2 separate regions of the Rattus norvegicus genome follow, and region 2 is linked to region 1. A link is a contact called in public Hi-C data. All regions are on one chromosome and are shown on one strand. The core of a region is the stretch at or near the end of the contact, and the rest is flanking DNA. Distances in the headings are between cores, read along the strand shown. Region 1 overlaps Mtss1 (MTSS I-BAR domain containing 1). Region 2 overlaps LOC134479915 (a long non-coding RNA gene).

Region 1 (3,389 bases), core at 443-2,942:
CTCACCGATGCCCCTCATCCTTCTGTATTTAGCCTCTAGCCTAGCTTAGAAGATGGCAGGAAGTCGTGTGGAGACTGAGGATCAAGCATTGTGAAGGGTGCTGCTGAAATCCTGTGGCCATGGGGCTTGTAGATCCCTCGAGGTCTTAGCAAGGATAGGGGGGCACTTCTAAGAAATCGCCAAACCCCTGGAGGTCAGTGGCCAGAGGACATTGTTTACCTCAACAGGTACATTTTGGTTTGGATGAAATAGATTTGGGAAAATATTTCTGGTGAGGTGTGTTGCAGATGGCCTCACACCTCTGCATGTATTTGGGGTTTGATGTGTTTGGGGTGGGTGGTGGTGGTAGCTATTCCTTAGATCTTTTTAAGTTTATTGTCAAGGGAGCAAGTCCACCTGTGCGATGGGTGACCTACCTCTCTGAGCATGCAGTGCAGGTCCCCATTGGGCTCCAGCTGGGCTTCCGCAGCCCCTGTTTTGGTCTAGTGCCAAGATCCTCAGAGGGGATACTTGGGGCTGCCTGTTTCTTGCTAGCTGTGTCCAGATGATAACCCTGACTTGGAGTGGCTGGAACCGGCTTCCCCCCATCCCCTCCAAGGTTTTGGGCTCTATAATAGATGTTTTCCAACTTCATGAAAGTGAGTCTCTTCTGACTTAGATGCTGCCCACTGGGGACTCCTGTGTGTCTTTCACAATTTTCTGGCCTGCCCTGATATTTTGTCCTGCACATAAGCAGCAGAGATGTCGGTCATGTGCTTTCCAGTCCCTGTTTCTTTGATGCTAAGTGGGTGGGTCTCTTGCTTCATTGCAGAAGGCAGGTTACCTCTACCTCTCACTTCGGTTCTTTTGCAGCTAGCGGTGCTGCTGGCCTACTGGCTTTCATGACTTTGTGATGACAGATTGTGGGGGGGACACTTCCGGCTGTCATGGGGGAGGCAGACAAGTACGCCTATCATCTCATGGAGAGACCCGGGGTGCTGTGAAACATCCCCTAATGCGTAGAGCATAAAAATGACCTCTAGAACCAGGATGTTTAGTACACATGAAGGCCCTGAGTGTGGGTCCCAGACTGATGCATTCACACATGCCTGTAATCCCAATACTTGGGAAGTGGATGTAGAGGGATTAGGAGTTCAAGATCACCCTCGATTACTTACCAAGCTTGAGTCTAGCCTAGGCTACAAAAGGTGATGTCTTAGAAGATAAGATGGGTGGAACACTGCTGTGAACTGTAAACAATAATCCAGTCCAGAGATTGTGCCCTGTGGAACTGCCCTGTACTGAGTCTTGCTTCTGGGAGGTTCCAGAGGCTGTATTCTCCTGTCTAGCGGGCTCCTAATTAGCCTCCTAACAGCACGAGCCTCTGGCAGGGCAGCCACAACACACAGTAGCTTACTGTACCCTCACACTTTGGCTAGAGCAGTTCCTAATTCTATTCCTCAGCTCTTCCCAGCCCCACTGCAGAACCAGCTTTGAGTCTTCGCCTGCCACCTGCCCACACGGCAGGCCCAGGCCTCCTGCCCCACCGCCCCTGCTGTGCTGGGAGATGGAGGCGCCTGCAAATGAGGCAGCTTGGAGGGATGTAACAATGCCACTTGATCCACACCACCTTTCTAGTGGCCTCAGCCACGTGGGCCACTGTTTGGAGGAACAGTGGCTCGGTGGCCTTTGCCCTCCGAGTTTCCTTCCCTCCCTCTGAGAAGTAGTCATAAACAATTTGTATTCTGTCTGTCACGCTAAATGCTCCTCTTTGTCCTCAGTTGGGGATGTTTGCCGCTTGTCATAGCCGGAAGAAGTCTTCTGATATCAGCCGAACAAAGCAGGGTTTGGGTCTTGGCTGTTCAGTTTAGCTGCTGTGTGGCTGATTAGCAAGCCCAGGTGAGGTGCAGTGAGGGTGCCTTCGTCCTAGGGCTGCTCTGTGTGTGTGTGTGTGTGTGTGTGTGTGTGTGTGTGTGTGTGTGTGTGTGTGTGTGTGTGTGAGCGAGTGTGCCTTGGTCCACTGTGGGTGTGGTAGCACATGCCTGTAATCCCCTCTGAGGACAAGAAGCCCTGGGGCTCACTGACCAGCCTCCTGGTTCAGTGAGAGACCTTATCTCAAAAATTAATTAAAAAAATAACACAGAGAACAAATTGAGGAAGAAGATACTTAATGTAAGCCTCTTGTGCACACACATATCCCTAGGGAATAAAGGAAAAACCAAACGGATTGTTGGTCCAGCCTCCAAATAATAAATATTCTCTCATTCAAGAAGTAAGGTCTTGTCCACCCTCGCCTAAACCAGCCATTTGTGATTCCATAATCCTTGCGTTGTCAGATTGGACCTCTTCCAGATGTCTCCTCCATCACTGTAGCGCCCCCCCCCCCCCCCCCAGCCAGTTTCCTCCAATTCAAACCTGCCGAGATTTTTTTTTTTTCAATAAAGTCTTAGCAGAGGTCAGGAAAGCGTCAGCTGTTGCTAAGCACTTAAACAGATAGATCTATTTTTAGGGTGACCCATAAATGCCAGGATCGACAACACTGGGTGATAGGGTCCACAGGGAAGGTCACCTGCCTCCTGCTCCTGTGCCCGCCCACAGACACTGCTGGCAGGAAGTTTTCTTTATGTCCCTTCATTTCCTGTCCGCTCTGTGGTGAGGCACAGTGGTGGGCACAGGCGTGATGTTCAGAAGCGGGTGGGGCCGACCCATAGCTTGGCTGCTCCTGGAAGGCCCGGGAGTAAAATAAACCCATGGAAGAGATCAGGAAGGCACTGAAATATCAGGACAGAAGAGTGGAGTGCAGGGACTGCCCTTCAGCGGGATCCCCTCCAGCCCTAACTCTGCCTTGAGGACATGGAAGTGTCACATCACCTAGCTCTCTGCACTGGCTTTGCGGGGACAGTCCAGTCATCCAGCACCCAGTATACTTGTAGACGATGGAGCCAAACTGCGGGCTGGCTGGATAAAACGTCACTACCCATGTTGGTGGGCACATGGGAGTCCTCTGCTATCTTTGTCTGTATGAAGTGTCATGTAGCGGACTATGGCTGAATACACAAGCCTGGGAGATTTAGCCTGCCTGCGTGGCATTTACTAAGTCTGTAACCTTGGGCAGGTTGCTTAAAGTGCTTCTCCTGTCTATGAGACGAGCACAGCAGCACTGTCAGCACAGGGGAGGATACTGTGAGGATTGACTGATTTAATATGTGAAAAGTACTTAGGTGCTCTAAGCAGCACCCAGGTGACACATAATTCTATTTTCAAATGGCTGCGTCCTGTTCGCTTGGGTGTCTGTGCCCTCTGGTTCATTTAACTAGATCATTATAATGGGATTTTTGAGGATGTAAACATTTCAATCATTGTCCTCCCAGGTAAGGATTCGCCATTTTTCTTCATTATTTCCTCAGGTT
Region 2 (3,255 bases), core at 666-3,165, 220 kb before region 1:
ATTCCCACCCTCGGTATTCTCTGGGAACCTTATACCACAGAGCGCAGCAGACAGTGTTCTGCTCCTCAGTTCTCTCCGTGAACAATACGTCTCAGAGATCTCTCCACATCCAAGCATGGAGAATCTCCTTTATGATTTTCACAGCTATAGTCTTCTAGTCTACGGAACTTGCTCTGCCAGTCTGACACAGGTGGCTGTTCATAACAGGTACTATAAATAATGAACAGCTGTAAATAGAGGGAATTTCCCAAGCACGAACTGTAATTGGACTAACAACTGCCAAATTGTCCGTTACAAAAATTATACTAAGGTACCCTCTGGCCAAACATATAAAAGGTATGTTTCAGAATTTTAAAAATTAGAACCATACCTACACATATATCCTTTCGTTGACCTACTATGTGCCAAGCATATTCGACTTATCTCGTCCGATGGAACCCTTTCAGTTGTAATGGCTCTGACCCTCATAATGGAAATCCAAGATTCATTGTTGATGGCAGAAAATAAAAAAACATTTTCTCCTTCTATAGTCCCTGCTTGTCTTTGTCTTTCATCGGGAAGCCAAGAAACAGATGTGCCACTGGTCGTAGCTTGGTCATAAACACTGTTGAGGATGTGCACAACCCTGGGTGTGATCCTTGGCACTGTGTAAACAAAGGCAGCCTGTCCTGGTAAGCGCTTGTTCTGATAAACACTGTGCTATATATACAGAGCACTTCATTCTGCCAGACACATCACCCTGACAAATCCTCACATGTCCCATGACACGGGCTCTGTTATCGCCTTCCATTTTCAGGAATGAGAAAATCTAAGGCTGGGGTGCTAAGTGCCTCTGGGTCAAGGTTACCCAAAGCGTAGCCAACTGTCTCAGACTTGATCCCAAGCTGGCTTCAGCACCCACCCTTTTCCTACCCGCATGAAGGTCATAGCCTAGATGTTTCCAGAACACAAAAACCTTGGCAATCATCTTTAAACATTAAATTTATGACTGAGGAAAATGGAGAGCCAGAAGAGGGGGGAAAGACGTGTTTAGTGACTGCCCTGGACAGATCCCCTTCTCCCGATCCCCAGACAGTACCCTTTCATTCATACCTTGCTGTAGTTTACATTTATGTGCCTGGGACAGCCTCGGCCCTGACTGTGAAAGAAGTGTGACATCTGTCCTGTCCCAGACAGTGGTACAACAACAAAGGTGGCAGGCACAACTCACGACTCAGAACAGCATTTCCCCAGGGGTCCTGTTGTCTACCTGGTCGGTTCTAGCCAAGGCTCAGAGAGCCTGGGTTTTTGAGTTATCTTTCCTTTGTACTTCCTGCCACTTGTATCATGACAACTGAAGCTCGCATGACACCCACATTGCTGGACCCACACCTGCTGGGTGCCAGTCATTATGATTATAGTCACTGCTGGGCTGGAGAGATGGCTCAGCCGTTAAAGGCTAGGCTCACAACCAAATATATATAGTCACTGCTGCACATACTCTCACCACTGCTAGCAGTTCAGGGAGGGTAAGTGACTTGTTGGATGGGATAGTCAGTCAGTGAATGGCAGAGCTAAGTTCCCAACCTAAATATTTTTACGATTAGGTTGATCCATGACATTTTAGGAGCAGGATGGCACAGTGAGCAGTTAAGAGGTCATCTTTGAAGCCATAAGAACTGATCCTCCCACTTATTTGATGAACATGAAAAAATTCTACCTTTCAAAAGCTTAGAGATTTCCTGTAACTAAGGACATATTTACACGTGTGCTTATGACAGCATTGGTTACAAGAGCGCAAAGACGAAGTTCCCCGGTGGCCATTTGCAGAGGCACAGAGGGACAAAGTGTCCTTTACACACTTTGTTACGGTTCAGATACATGTTCCCTAACAAGGACAGTGTGCTGAAAGTCAGTCACCAGCTGGTGGCACTGTTTTCGAAGGTTCTGGGAGGTGCCTGGCTGGGAGAAATAAGTCATTAAGAGCTGAGTTTGGGGGCTACATCTCGTCCCAGATTAATATCTATCTCTACCTCTATCCTTATCCACGCCCCACGCCCCCGTGTCCTCCTGATTGCCATGTGCTAGCTTCTGCCAACATTGCATTCTGCCATTTTCCAAATCTAGAATCAACGGAGCCAAGGGCTACAGTCTGAAACTCCCTCCCTCCTGTTGTTAATGTGGGACAGTTCATCACACCCGACACAAAAGCAGATGCACCATTCAAGGAACGACTCCATGGCTAAAACCAAAGTGAAAGGAGGACAGACTTTGAGAACATCACACTGAGTGAAACCAGATATTCACCAGATATTCACTCACACACACACACACACAAACACACACACACACACACACACACACACACACACACGACAGACATTACTAAGCCCATCTATGTAAGGTCCCTAGAGCAGTCAACCTCACTGAGACAGAGAGCAGGATGGTGGCTGTGAGGAGTGAGTAGGGCTGTGGGAGTTATCACCTGGCTATGGAGGTCTAGTTTGGAAGGACAAAGGGGGAACCGTGTAAATGTTATAAAGGTGGTCACCAACAGTGAGAACGGCTTTAATGCCACAGGCATCTGAAAGTGATTAAAAAGGCAAGTTTGATGGTAGCTAAATCATATCAAAATTGTTTTTAGAAGAAAAAAGTTATGTTCGTTTTGAAGAGCTATAAAAAATTAAGAGACAATGTTCATCGGGGCTTAACCCTCAGAGGACACATGCACGAGCTGAAGCCAGGTTCCTGCCATCAGTAACTGCTGGATCTGCGGAGAGATCCTGGAGTCATCTGTCTCCCAGGCAGGAGGGGAAAGGGTCTGTCTTCTTGCCTCCTTCATTGGGTATTTGTGAGCCACAAATGAGAGCCCATGTGTGAAAACGTTTATAAACTGTTAAAAAGGAAAAAGAAAACAGTGAAACTATTGATGGAGGTGTGACCTGCGCAGTTCTTTGCTAGTTGGGCCTTTCCTCTGTATTCTCTCCTTTTACACCTATATTTACCTCATCAACGAGTCTCTCCCCACTTTTCGCTCCTTTGGGTCTCTCTCCTCTTCACCTGTCTGTGGAGCCGCCAGTGAGAACTTTTCTTCCTTTCAGGTTTCTAGAACAGACACAGCACCCGCACCCTCCAGGGGGAGAGCCATTCATTTCTGCTGACACCAGCATGTTCTGAGAGACTTGAACATCCCTTCAGAAGACCCGAGAAAAGCAGTTCAACTCTGCGTTGTGGAGTGGAGTCCCCTTCCAGGCCTGTTCAGCCGTAAGTGTGTAA

Evidence for each region. A called contact is a pair of places that touch in the nucleus more often than the background predicts.
Region 2: a Hi-C map of frontal cortex shows a contact between it and region 1, with 4 times the contacts expected there. The contact joins two enhancer-like sites. A contact is called at or near these places in 9 of 12 Hi-C or Micro-C datasets (the A7r5 cell line, the Rat2 cell line, Schwann cells and 5 more) and 1 of 1 datasets of contacts at active chromatin or transcription factors (oligodendrocytes).

What each region holds. Positions count from the first base shown.
Region 1 is chr7:92,413,199-92,416,587 of GRCr8, reverse strand. All of the region lies in intron 4 of Mtss1 (MTSS I-BAR domain containing 1), which reads left to right. Among named protein-coding and RNA genes, the nearest start is that of Ndufb9, 44 kb to the right of the region's middle. Within about 2 kb of position 1,692, at least 33 of the 93 cell types and tissues checked have an H3K27ac peak or open chromatin away from gene starts, as enhancers often do.
Region 2 is chr7:92,634,686-92,637,940 of GRCr8, reverse strand. It overlaps LOC134479915 (a long non-coding RNA gene), which reads left to right. Exons shown (of 3, transcript XR_010053813.1): 1 at 1-671; 2 at 3,081-3,243. Among named protein-coding and RNA genes, the nearest start is that of Mtss1, 120 kb to the right of the region's middle. Within about 2 kb of position 1,915, at least 8 of the 93 cell types and tissues checked have an H3K27ac peak or open chromatin away from gene starts, as enhancers often do.